Linked DNA regions of Mus musculus: region 1 is linked to region 2. The links are chromatin contacts, called in public HiChIP or PLAC-seq maps. All regions are on one chromosome and are shown on one strand. Each heading gives the region's core, a stretch centred on a gene start, on an enhancer-like site or on the middle of the called end of the contact. The rest is flanking DNA. Distances are from core to core; before and after follow the strand shown.

Region 1 (6,763 bases), core at 1,855-4,354, 470 kb before region 2:
ACAGATATCAAACCACTCCTGCATCCCTGAGGTGAATCTGGCTTTATCATAGTGAACGATGTCTTTGGTGTGTTCTTGCATTCGGTTTACGAGTATTTTATTGAGTATTTTTGCATTTCATAAGGGAAACTGGTTTGAAACGCTCTTTCTTAGTTAGGTTTTTGTGGGGTTTAGGTGGCTGTGGCCTCATAGAATGAGTTTGGTAATGTTCCTTCTGCTTCTGTTTTGTGGAATAGTTTTAGGAGTATTGGGATCAGCTCTCCTTTGAAATCATGGTCGAGTTCTGTGCTAAAACCATCTAGCCAGTGGCTTTTTTTCAGTTGGGAGTCTTTTAATGACTGCTTCTATTTCCTTAGGGGTTATAGGACTATTTAGATAGTTTACTTGATCTTGATTTAACTTTTGTAAATGGTATCTGTCTAGAAAAATCATCCATTTCATTTAAATTTTCAAAGTTTGTGGACCACAGGCTTTTGAAGTAAGATTTAATGATTCTTTGAAAATCCTCAGTGTCCATTATATCTCCCTTTTCATATCTTATTTTGTTGATTTGAATACTGTATCTCTGCCTTTTAATTAGTTTGGCCAAGGGTTTGTCTATCTTGTTGATTTTCTCAAAGAACCAGCTCTTCCTTTTGTTGATTCTTTGTATTTTTCTCTTTGTTTCTAATTGACTGATTTCAGACCTGAGTTTGATTATTTCCTGCCATCTATTCTTCTTGAGCGCATTTGCTTCTTTTTTCTCTAGACCTTTCAGGTGCATTTCTTTCTTTCTTTCTTTTTTCTTTCTTTCTTTCTTTCTTTCTTTCTTTCTTTCTTTCTTTCTTTCTTTCTTTCTTTCTTTCTTTCTTTCTTTCTTTCTTGAGACAGGGTTTCTCTGTGTAGCCCTGGCTGTCCTGGAACTCACTCTGTAGACCAGGCTGGCCTCGAACTCAGAAATCTGCCTGCCTCTGCCTCCCAAGTGCTGGGATTAAAGGTGTGCGCCACCACACCCAGCATCAGGTGCACTTTTAAATTGTTAGTACAAGGACTGCCTAATTTCTTTATGAGGGCACTCTTAGTGCTATGAACTTTCCTCTTAGCACTGCTTTAATGCTGTCCCATAAGTTTGGGTTATGTTGTGCCTTCATTTTCATTGTATTTTGGAAGGTATTTAACTTCTTTTTTCTTTTCTGACCCACTGGTCATTGATTGGAGAGTTGTTCAATTTCCATGAGTGTGTAGGGTTTCTGTTGTATCTCTTGTTGTTGAAGTCCAGCTTTAATCCATGGTAGTCTGATAGGATACATGGGGTTATTTCAGTTTTCTTGTATCTTGCTTTGTGACTGACAAATATTGCTTGTTTCTAGCTATTGACTTTCTGCTTAACATTGAAAACATATACAGGGCCAGGTGGTGGTGGCGCATGCCTTTAATCCCAGCACTCGGGAGGCAGAGGCAGACAGATTTCTGAGTTCGAGGCCAGTCTGGTCTACAGAGTGAGTTCCAGGACAGCCAGGGCTACAAAGAGAAACCCTGTCTCGGGGGAAAAAGAAAAAGAAAAAAAGAAAACATACAGGAAGTTAAATAAGGCTTATTTCTGTAACTAAGTAAATTAGTCCCCAACATGACTATAAGCTTGATTATTTATAGATGGTTATTAACTTCCATTTCTTAATTATCATTAACAGTTTTACAATAGTAGTTTTCATAAAACTAGAACTTTACATTTTCAAATGAGTTGCATACTCACATATAACTTACACAAGAGTTGAATCATATACAATGTATGGTATAGCGAATATAGCATTAAGTTTTTATCATCATACAAAAATCCCCATCAATCTAAAGTGTTTGAGGGCTTTTGCTTTACTCGTCTAAAAGGAGGTACAATAACATGCCTTTCTTTGTTCTTTTTCATCCCCTTATGTCCTGATTTACTCATCTTCCCCCCCTAACACTAGTGGGAGGGGAAGAAGGATGGGGGAGATAGAAAGACGTCCCTGGTTTCCTTTGTTTCCTCCTTGATAATGACGAGTAACAACTTGAAACCAATCCCACTAAATGACTACACACATCCATAACCCACTGAATGACCGAAACCCACTAACCACCTCTTGGGAATGAGGGTGTTATGTTCTTAAAATTGCTTCCTGAAGTCTGGGGCGACAGTTTTTTTTTTTTGAGGTGGGGGGGATCCTAGAAAACCGTGATATTGGACAAGTCTTGGGAGACTTGGCTGTCTCCTTTGCTGTTCAGGCTCTGTGGGATAGGAAAGTGTGGGATGTAACTGAAGTCCTGGCAGAGACATTGTATGAGGCTGGACACTTTGAAACTGTCCTGGATACAATTTTTGAGGAAACAGCAATTGAGGCAGTCTGTGAGGCTGGGTCCCCTGGGGCTAGATGCTTTGTCTTCAGTGGTGTCTTTTCAGTTGGCTCTGAAAGCACATAAACTTTTATAGGTAACATTGTAAGGACATTTCTGTATTAACACATGCATGGAATGTGCAGTGTACACATTATCAGCTAATGATAATTTCTTTGCTCTATGTTTGAGCAGATGAAATGCATCTGTCAATCTTCTACGTCTGTTTGAACATATCATCAAGCTGTAGAATAAATCGCCCGCCATGACAGATGAAAGGATGAGAACCAGGTAGTCAAACAAATTCATTGGCTTCTCCAGAGACATGCGTGTCTCAGCTGGTCTCTTAGCTGTTCCCAAAACCAGGGACTGTCCTTCATGTCATCTGTTTTGTAGTTTTTCTGGGTCTCTTTCTTCACATCTTTCATGTCAGGAGCCAAGATTTTCAGAAGGTCTCCCACAGTCAAGTCTAATCTTTATTAACTTTGAAAGAATCCATAGATTGTTGCTTCCTCTTGAAGCAAAAGCTTATCTTCTTTGCCAATGCAACATATTTCCTGACTACCATTCTGAGGTCAACGTATCATTAAAGTATACAGGGTAATTTAATTCAGCACTCCTTTCTAAAATGTCTAAATCTTCAGCAGCTGCGCCATCTGTCTCATTAATATTTTAAAAACGTAAAGTAAATGAAGCATTATGTAATCTCTCTCTGGGAGATCTCATAACCTCCCCTCTGCTCATGCATATCTCCTTTAAAGTATGGTTAGACCTTTCTAGAACTATCTGACTTGTGGGATTGTAAGGCATACCTGTAACATGTACTATGTTATAACCTTTGAAAATGTGTTGAACTTTAATGGATACACATGCCAGAACATTATCAGTTTTAATCCGTCAAGGCATTCTTAAGATGGCCATCACTGGACCAGTCTCCCTGCCCCCTGCACCCCTGCACTGGTGGCTGGCAGGATGGAAATGGGTGGCCAGTGGCTGCACTGTCCCCTTCTCTGGGCCTCTATACTGTCTCTACCACCATGGCTCCCTGATCCTGTGCACGGATCCTGGGCTCTTAGTTCTCTGCTAGGACAGAATTGAAAACTCAGAGACACACCTCCCTACAATGTTAAGGGAAGGTCACTATAACAAGCTCCTGGCAGGACGATTGTGGAGCCCAGTGCTCTGCTGTGAGCTTAGCCTCAGGACCTAACAGGAGCTCAATCAGTTATGCACACTCATGGACCCTTTCTCTGCGGTAGGCAAAGCATGGAGATGATCCATGTGCCACCAGCAGAGGAGTACACAGAAAATGTGGCAGACTAATCCATTGCCATGTCAGTTGGTCCTAAAAATACAAATTTTAAAACATTGATTGTTAGTTTTAAAATCAACAGGCAGAGAATTGGACATCACCGTAGGTAGCCTTCTCACATCCTGTCTCAGAGAGTCTGTTCCTCCCTCGTTCTCACCACTCTGGCTTCTAAACTTCATCTCCGAGTTCCTGTGCTGGCCAGTCTTATGCCAACCTGATGCACAAACTGAGATCGCCTAAAAAGAGAGAACACCGATTAAAGATGCCTCCATATGACACTGTTGTAAGGCATTTTCCTAATTAGTGTTTGATTTGGGAGAGTCCAGCCCACTGCAGGCAGGGTGGTGTCACTTGTGGGCCCTGGGTTCAGTGAGAGAGCAGGCTGAGCAAGCCAGGAGAAGCAAGCCAGTAAGCAGCACTCCTTCATGGCCTCTGCATCAGCTCCTGCCTCCAGGTTCTTGTAGTGTTCGAGTTCCTGTCCTGACTTCTTTTGAGAATGAACAGCAAAACATTAGTGTAAGCCAGATAAGGCCTTTCCTCCTCAACTTTCTTTTTAGTCATGGTGCTTTGTTACAATAGAAACCCTGACTCAGACACCTCCTTCCCAGCTCCTGTGTCCTGTATTCTGTTTTTCACTTCTATTCCTTGTTTAACCCTTTTGTGGTCAGCTTGACAGTTCTTTAGGCCTTATCCATATCCATGCCCAGTTACATACACACATGTACACATTAACAGCTAGGATCCACAAATGAGAGAGAACATACTGTAATTGTCTTTTTGATTTGGATCAACTTGTTTAGAATAATACTTAACAAAACATCTATTCTCCTGCAAGTTTCATTTTTCTTTATGCCTAAATAAAATTCCATTGTGTGGCTAGAGAGTTCACTCAGCAGCTAAGAGCACAGGCTGCTCTTCCAAAGGACCTGGGTTCAATTCCCAGGATCCTTGTGGCAGCTCATAACTGTCTATAACTCTAGTTCTAGGAGATCTGACACCCTCACACACACATACAATCAGGCAGAACAACAGTGTAGATAAAACGAAAATACTACATCATTAAAAATTCCATTGTGAATGACAATACCTTGACTTCTTCTTTTCAAATCTGTATCCCCTTGATCTCCTTTAGTTGTCTTATTGCTCTGGCTAGACCTTCAGGTACTGTACTAAATAGATAGGGAGAGACTGGGCAGCCTTATTTTGTCCCTGACTTTAGTAGAATTGCTTTAAATTTCTCTCCATTTAATTTGATGTTGGCTATTGGCTTCCTGTAAATGCTTTGATTATGTTTAGGGATGTGCCTTTGTATGTATCCCTGATCCCTCTAAAACTTTTAACATGAAAGGGTGTTGGATTTTGTCAAAGGCTTTTTTTTTTTTTAACACCTAATGAGATGATAATGTCATTTTTTTCTTTCAGTTTGTTTATAAGTGAATTAAGGTGATGGATTTTCATACACTGAACCATCCCTGCATCTCTAGGATGAAGCCTACTTGATCATGGTAGATGACACTTTTAATGTGTTCCTGGATTTGGTTTGCAAGTGTTTTATTGAGTATTTTTTTGCATCAATGTTCATAAGAGAAAGTGGTCTGAAATTTTCATTCTTTGTAGAGTCTTTGTGTGGTTTAGATATCAGGGTGACTGTGGTCTTATGATGCTCTGCCATGCTTGCAGACAGTAACCTAGCATAAATGTCTCCCGAGAGGCTTCATCCAGCAGCAGATGGAGGCAGATGCAGAGACCCACAGCCAATTATCAGGCAGAGCCCCCAGAGAGTCTTGTGGAAGAGTGGGGGATAACAGTGAGCAAGTCAGAGGGGTCAAGGACACCACAAGAAGACCCACAGAGTCAACTGACTTGGGACCACGGGAATTCACAGAACCTGAGATACCAGCCAGGGAGCATACAGGAGGTGGGCCTAGAGTCCCTACACTTCTGTAGCAAATGTGCAGCCTGGTCTTCATGTGGTTCTCCTAACAAGTGGAGCAGGGGCTGTCTTGGTCTCTGTTCCCCACCATTGGAGCCCCTTCCCCCATACTTCAACTATCTGGATGGGCCTCAGTGGGAGAGGATGTGCCCTAGTCCTGCTGGTACTAGATGTCCAGGTGGGGTGGTACCCAAGGGGGACTCCTCTTCTCTGAGGAGAAGGGGTGGGGGCAACAGGAAGAGGAATTTGTAAGGGTGGGACTGGGAAGAGGGGGAGCTGTGATCTGGATGTAAAGTGAATAAAAGCAAAACAGGAGACTAAAAAAAGTTTCCATTGTGTACGCCCCATAATTCCCTTGTCCCTTCTTTATGATTGACCTCTAGACTGGTGTCTTAGTCAGGGTTTCTATTCCTGCACAAACATCATGACCAAGAAGCAAGTTGGGGAGGAAAGGGTTTATTCAGCTTACACTTCCATAGCGCTGTTCATCACCAAGGAAGTGAGGACTGGAACTCAAGCAGGCCAGAAAGTAGGAGCTGATGCAGAGGCCATGGAGGGATATTTCTTACTGGCTTGCTCAGCTTGCTCTCTTATAGAACCAAAGACTACCAGCCCAGAGATGGCACCACCCACAATAGGCCCTCCCCCCTTGATCACTAATTGAGAAAATGCCCCACAGCTGGATCTCATGGAGGCATTTCCTCACCTGAAGCTCCTTTCTCTGTGATAGCTCCAGCTTGTGTCAGGTTGACACACAACACCAGCCAGTACGCCCAATTTGCTTTCCTTATTGTTTTGAATACAGCAGCAATAACAACCTGAAAAAATTACTCTCCAATTATTATATATGAAAGACTAGGCTAGTTCACAGAGAAAGGCACATAGAGAGGTTTCCAGGTTAGTGATTAGTGGTTAGAATTTTTGAACAAGTGATGAAAAGTTCTAGAAACAGTAAAAGTTGTCTAGCTGAAAACAGTCATTCTTCCCCCCCCCCCACAGGTCTCTCACTCTTTTTTTTTTTTTTTCTTTCCATTTTTTATTAGGTATTTGGCTCATTTACATTTCCAATGCTATACCAAAAGTCCCCCATACCCACCCACCCCCACTCCCCTACCCGCCCACTCCCCCTTTTTGGCCCTGGCGTTCCCCTGTTCTGGGGCATATAAAGTTTG
Region 2 (7,042 bases), core at 2,598-5,097:
AGGATAGTCCCACTGAGCTACTAGCCCAGGCTATGCATCCTGTGCTTAATTGAGATACAGTGTACAAGCCAGGCATGTAGGGATGTAGGGATCACCAGAGAGCTTGCCTCCAATGAAGTCTTGAGCTCCATTCTCAGCGGCACATAAACCGGGTGTGATGGTGCACACTGTGACCCCATCGCTCCAGGAACAGAAGTTCACACTCATCCTCAGCTATGTAGGGATCCTTAAGGCCAATCTGGGCTACATGAGACCCTGTGTGAAAAGAAAAACAGAAACAGGAACAGGCGGTGGCGGCCCTACGCGGGAGGCAGAGGCAGACAGATCTGAGTTCGAGGCCAGCCTGGTCTACAGAGTGAGTTCCAGGACAGCCAGATCTTGAAAACAAAACAAGACCGACAAACAGAGGAACATTTGGATTTTAAGCATACAGCTGAGTGAGTTCTGATATACGGAGCCACTGCCTACTCCCTCACGTCTTTCCTGGTCAGTGCTCTTTAGAAGTGCTTGGTTGTGACTTTGGTTGCCTGAGTACAGGGCACAAGCTCCTAGAGGGTCCTGAGGAGTTTATTTGTTCTGTCTTGTTGTGAGTTTATTATTATTATTATCATTATTTATTACCAGAACATGTGGTGGGTATGGTGTGCGTGGAAGCCAGTGGACGATTTTCAGATACTAAACTGAGGCTGTCCGTCTTCCATGCCATGTCCTTCTTATCTGCCAAACTATCACTCCAGCTCCAGTTTGTTTGCTTTGAGACAAGGCCTCTTGTAGCCCAGGCTAGTCTCAAAGCTGCAGTGTAGCTGAAGATGGCTTTCAGCTCCTGACCCTCATCCTGTATCTCTCAAACCCTGGGTTAGCAGTGGGTCTCACCACGGCCAGGCTACTTCTCTGGGTTTTAAGGGCTCAGTGTATTGGATTCCCAGCCGGATGCTTCCATGTCTGTCTGTCCGCTTTCACTCTGCCTGCCAGACTCAGCACTGTGGCTGAGGCAGGACCTTGTTCATTTTTCGGTGACATAGTGTGATTTGTTGTATGGACAGGCCACATTTTGGTTATGTGGTTCACAGATGGGCTTTGGAATGCTTTCCACTTTTGAGCTACGGTACAAAATCTGAACATTTGGGCCTGGGACTTTAGTGGCTACTTATTCTTTCCTGTGTGTGTGTGTGTGTGTGTGTGTGTGTGTGTGTGTGTGTGTGTGTGTGTGTATGTGGTGTGTGTCTGTGGTGTGGGGTGTATGTATGGTGTGTGTGTATTTATTGTTGGTATATTTGGGGTGTGTGGTATGTATTTGTGTATGTATGGTGTGGTATATTGTGTGTATGGTGTAGTATGTGCATAGTGTGTGTGTTTAAGGTATGTGTGTATGGTGTGGTATGTGTATGGTGTGGGGGTTATATGTGTGTGTGTTGTATTTTAGGGTGTATATGGGGTATATTTGGGAAGTGTATGTGTGTTTGTAAATATGTTTGATGTGTGTGTGTATGTGTGTATGGTGTGGTATGTGTATGGTGTGGGGGTTACATGTGTATGTCTGTGTTATGTTTGGGGTGTGTATGGGGTATGTTTGGGTTGTGTGTGTGTATGTGTGTGTGTGTAAGTGTATGTGTGTGTGTTGTGTATGTATTTTGCTGAAAATGGAACCCAGGGTCCAGTACTAGGCAAGTCCTCTCCTACTGAGACACATGCTCAGAGCTTCCCCTGCTCATCAGCCACCCAGAAGTGGAGACGCTGGGTCACAGGGAGCAGCCATCTCCTCAGCTGCGCCTGCAGTGCTTGTATGTTTACCCCCAAGTCCTGCACAAGGCCACCTTGGCTCTTTTCCTTCTAGTAGTGTATATAGGGGACACATGCATATGCTTGCAGCCTCTGGGTCCCCTGGAGCTGGAGTCACAGGCAGCTGCGAGCTACCAGCAATGGGTGCTGGGAAGCGAACCCAGTCTCTGCCTCTGAGCCATCTCCTGCCCCCTCAGCCCAGCTTTTAGATTAGGAGTCTAAAACACGAGTGGCTGGCGTTTCACCTCAAGTAATCCTCAGCTGCGAAGTTCCTAGGCGTTTACTGTTTCTCCTTGTGCAGAGCTCTCTCTCCCTCCACACGTTAGCCTTCTGAGACCACCGAGGTGCAGACACGGTGCAGCTGGATTCCTTTTTTGGATAGGCAGGACTCCATAATGTTGGTGGGGCTTTTGGGTAATCCAGGAGGGCTGTTGTGAGTAAGGTCTGAGACCATTGACAGTCAGAGTCACATTCAGGACTTGGAGTGTGAGTTGGAGGGGCTCAGGGAAGTGAGAACAGGTCGGCAGAAGCCCATATCTTGCTCCGTCCGGCCCAGGCCCAGGCTGGGTAAGAGATGGTACCATGATGAGAACAGGCTACGAAGTGTGGAAACTGAGGCCCCCAGGGCTGTTAGCTCAGAGGAATCCAATTTAGAAGCAGGGCCTAGGTTCAGGAGCACCAAGGTGCAGTCCGGTGTTTGGGTTTGGAGTGACAGCCCTTGGAGCCTTAGCTTCCTTGATGTGAACGGAGGATCTTACACCAATGGCTCATGTGTACTGTTTGGGGCTGTGCTGGGTGGTGGCAGACAGGCACTTTTGATGGCAGGTATCAGTATGCTCACTGCCTACCACCTGCCTTGGATTCTGAAAGCTACTGGATTCGGGTTGATTTGCAAGCACAGCTGGGATTCCAGGCATTGGGAGACATTGCTTAGAGGAAGAGCAGGGTCAGGGTAGAAGTGGGTGGTGTAGAGGTCTGAGAAGGGTAGGGTGCGGCTGCTGGGCTTGTGACGGAAGGAAGGCCGGTGGGAGTTATGTGGGAACTCGGGGACAGGGAAGGTGGCGGATCAGGGGACGACTGAATCACACTCTGAGATCTGACAGCTCCTTGTTTTGGGGCTCCGGTAACCCTATCAAAGCCCGCTTGCCCTGCTCAGAGTGGAAAACATGTCTCACTCGAAACCTGGTAGGGCACAGGCTAGAGCCCAGCCACCTGCCTGGGAAGGAGGCCAGAGGTTGCACGGGCTCCTTTATGGAACCCCACCAGCTCCTCCCAGCCAGCCGACGCCTTCTTGTGACCATGTCCCACCTCCCTGCCCACCCTGTGGGTGCCTCACGGTAGGTGACAGCTCCTGTACCACTTATTGGAGGTGTCCTCTGTGGTGAATTCTCTGGAAGAGATACTTCAAAATGTCAGGGGTAGGTGTGGGGTTGGGAAAGGCTTAGTGGGGGTGGGGCTGGCAGAAGAAGGGCCTCAGAGGCCTCCTGGCTGCCTCTCCCTCCCCTCCATTTTCATCCCTTCTCTGTTCACAGAAATAAGAATGTCTAAGCCCCTGGAGGCCGAGAAGCAAAGTCTGGACTCCCCGTCAGAGCACACAGGTGAGCGTGGGTGGGTAAAGCAGGGACGCAGACAGATGTGGGTGGGAACAGAGTGTAGGAATGCCCGGCACCATCACACCCTTCTCTCTCTTTACAGACACCGAAAGAAATGGACCCGACATTAACCATCAGGTCAGGCTCTGTCAGATGCACAGGACGGGGAGGGAAGGATGGAGCAGTGGTTAGGGGGCGGAGGCAGGTGTCCGGAACTTTTCACGACCCCATTCCCATCCCCTTGCCCCAACTTTCTCTTCACAGAACCCCCAGAATAAAGCGTCCCCATTCTCTGTGTCCCCAACTGGCCCCAGCACCAAGGTAAGCACCCGTAGGATCATCCGGGGAAGCGGGTGGGACTCTGGAGGAAAGGCGTCTTCAGTACATTTGCTGTGGACCCAGGTCCTGCAAGGGTACCAAGCGGCAAGGTTCCTCCTGCCCTTTCTCACCCTCGGTTCCCGCCCCAGACTTGTGACTCACCCAGTCTCCTTCCCCTTCCCTAGGGGGTGGGGGTGGCCAGGGAAATCCCCCCCAGAGCCCCAGGGCGATAACAACAGGAAGCCAAAGCCCCGCCCCCATCCCGACTTCCCTGGCCAAAGGGGGCCTGAAGCACCCCTGTACCCCAACACAGGCGCGCGCGCGTGCGCGCGCGCGCACACACACACACACACACACACACACACACACACACACACACAGACCGCAGGGAACAGGATAAGAGAAGTTGGCAGACCCAGTGAGGACAGCCATGGGGATGAAGGAGAGGATGAGGGAAGGGAAGGGCTCTGTGCTTAGGCATTGTGGGGCTTAGGGAACTTCTGGGACTCAGTCTCCGTCCAGCCTGATGGTGGTAAGGGGCCGTAGACAGGTTCAGACTCTTAAAAGGAGAAGCAAGAATGGGGGTGTGGACAGAGCCTGACCAGAGGTGGCTGAAGGATGAGATGAGACTCAGCAGTGCCCTTCACCCAGCCCTGCAGCTTTGCTGTGTGACCATGGGAAAGTCACTTCCCCTCTCTGGGCTTCTTAGTTTCCTCTTCTCTAACACCGGGCTGGGGACAGGGTACGTGGGGAGGGACAGCCTCTGAGGTCCTCCCCATATCTGCTATGTCTCCAGGGCTGGGAGGACAAAATGCTTTGTGAGCAGGTGCCTTTTATATAGAGGCCTAGGTCAGGAGGGCTCCTACACTTGACCTTCTGACCTCAGGCTAGGGGTTTGCTTCAGCCCTAGTAGTATGTGCCCGTCCATCTTTGCTCCATCTTTGCTCCGAGCAGCAGCCTTCTCTGGAAAGCCAGTGAGAGGCCGTGAGGGGCCCTCCCTCCCCTTCCCAGGCCTGGCTACCCTCCACACTTCACCCTGCTTCTCTGGCGCTGACCTTTGCCCTGCAAGCTCTCCCCACCTCCTCTGCACAGGAGCGTACCCAGATGCAGCAGTCTGCATGCTGTCGTCCCTGGTGCATCTGTGCACCACTGGGGTGTATTATTTACATAATAATCTTGTTAAGTGACTCAATTTTTAAAAACATTTTTATTATGGAAAATGTGATACAAAAAAAAAAAAAATAGACAGAAGCATGTAACAAAAACACCAACCCGCAGGGACCCATCAGTCAGTTCCAACAATTACCAAATCGTGCAGGGCTTTGGCTTTTTCAACAGCTTGAATAAACAGGGTTTTAAATGGAAATTTCGTGAATGGAAAACCAGAATCGTTTACCATGGAAATAAATACGATTATTAAATTCTACCCAGAGTCCCTCATGTGCTGGAGGGTCTCACCTCGGGACCTCTCCTCCACGAGTGGAAAGGGAAGAGAGCTGGCTTTGGTGAGCCGCTTAAAATGTCATCACAGTCAAGTGTGGTGGCTGAGCATCTGATCCCAGCTCTCCAGAGGCCCAGGTGAGGGGCCAATCCTAGGCTGCAATAGTTAAGTTCCAGGCTAGCCCGGGCAACTTAGCAAGGACTGTGTTTCAAAACCATACAGTAGGCCAGGAACGTGAGTGATTTCATTGGCTGAGAGCTTGAATGGCATTCATGATGACTCTGGATTTGATCCCCTGTCCTGTACTCCATCAACCATCCCTGGGGACACATCTCTCCATGAGGGGGAGGCAGAAAGATCAGAAGTTCTAGGTCACCCTTGACTGCCTAGAGAATTTGAGGCTAGCTGGGGCTGCCCGAGACCTGCTTCATAAAACAAAAGCTGAGCATACTAGCCTATACCTTTAATCTCACCACTCTGGAGGCAGAGGCAGGCATTTCTCTTAAGAGTTTGTGGCCAACCTGGTCTACATAGTAAGTTGCAGGCTAGCCTGTCTTAAAAAACAAACAAACAAGAAAAAACAAGAAAGTTTCAAGTTTTTTTTTAACTTCATATTAAAACATAACACCCATCAAAACACACAGGGATCTTTAGTGTCTCGTTCTGAATTTTCCCAAACTAAGTATGCCCAAGAAAAAAAGCTGTTGGATCACACTGCTGTTCCCAACCCTGAGAAGGATAAGGAAGAAGAATGCATTGAGTTTGAGGCCAGGCTGGACTATATAAAAACTAAGTAATTTAAACAAAACAAAAGCGGGGCAGTGGTGGCGCACGCCTTTAATCCCAGCACTTGGGAGGCAGAGGCAGGCGGATTTCTGAGTTCAAGGCCAGCCTGGTCTACAGAGTGAGTTCCAGGACAGCCAGGGCTACACAGAGAAACCCTGTCTCGATAAACCAAACCAAACCAAACCAAACCAAACCAAACCAAACCAAACCAAACCAAACCAAACCAAACCCCTAAGTAATTTAGTGGAAAGTGGAATGAGATGGCTCAGTGGGTAAAGAGGCTTGCCGCCAAGCCTGAATAACCTGAGTTCAATCCCTGGAACCCATATGGTGGCAGGAGAGAAGTAATTTCTGCAAGTTGTCCTCTGACCTCCACATGTGCACTGTGGGATGTGCATACCTACACACACAAATAAAATAAAATAAAATAAAATAAAATAAAATAAAATAAAATAAAATAAAATAAATACTTCTTAGACACCAACTACAACTAGCCAGGAGAGAAAGTCTTTTAACATCCTTTCTGGGCAATGCCCATATTTCTAACTTCTAATAATGTAATTTCTGACACATCCATCCCGTAACCTGAGACATCAGGACTGTCCTTGGGCCGCTGCTCTCTGTGGACCTGCCGTGTCAGCTCGCATAAGTGTGTGTGTCTCTCTCTCTAGATCTCCTTTTGCCAAAGGAGGCACTGAGCGATAGACGGTCCCTGGTGTCTGGTCTGGTCCAGAAGTGCAGTGTCTATCAAACGCCCCCATGCACCCTCAGCAGGCATCTTTTCAGCCAACAGTCCCTGCCATTGGGCTTTTTTGTGGAAAAGAGGCCAAGGATGGCTTGACAACGTTGGTCTGTTTTATGTGTGTGATGCAGGCTATATCCACATCATAGTGAGAGAGACAGGGGAGGCCAGAGCTGCCTCTGGCTGGTCCGCAGGTCAGGACCAGCTTTGCATTGCTGCTGGGACTCTGATTTTCTCTGAAATGAGTGACCCGGAAGGGCAGGGTGGGTGGGTACAGCTTCCTGTTGGTCTCTCCATCCACCCTTGCCCATGTGCCCCATGGGGATTGTCTGTTGTCTCTCTCCATAGTCGTGTGTGATTGGGAAGTGCCACTCTGCTTCCTTT

The links. HiChIP or PLAC-seq counts read pairs in DNA pulled down with a chosen protein or histone mark.
Region 1: an H3K27ac HiChIP or PLAC-seq map of large pre-B cells shows a contact between it and region 2, with 2.0 times the contacts expected there. The contact joins two enhancer-like sites. A contact is called at or near these places in 3 of 39 promoter capture datasets (embryonic stem cells, liver and pre-B cells), 3 of 484 Hi-C or Micro-C datasets (the G1E-ER4 cell line, cardiomyocytes and palatal mesenchyme) and 2 of 115 datasets of contacts at active chromatin or transcription factors (embryonic stem cells and large pre-B cells).

The regions. Positions count from the first base shown.
Region 1 is chr7:25,590,177-25,596,939 of GRCm38.p6, reverse strand. No RefSeq gene overlaps it. Among named protein-coding and RNA genes, the nearest start is that of Gm51473, 8.7 kb to the left of the region's middle. Within about 2 kb of position 3,104, at least 6 of the 459 cell types and tissues checked have an H3K27ac peak or open chromatin away from gene starts, as enhancers often do.
Region 2 is chr7:25,117,491-25,124,532 of GRCm38.p6, reverse strand. Pou2f2 (POU domain, class 2, transcription factor 2) reads left to right here. Exons shown (of 15, transcript NM_001163554.1): 2 at 3,312-3,377; 3 at 3,475-3,509; 4 at 3,636-3,692. Among named protein-coding and RNA genes, the nearest start is that of Pou2f2, 11 kb to the left of the region's middle. Within about 2 kb of position 3,847, at least 101 of the 459 cell types and tissues checked have an H3K27ac peak or open chromatin away from gene starts, as enhancers often do.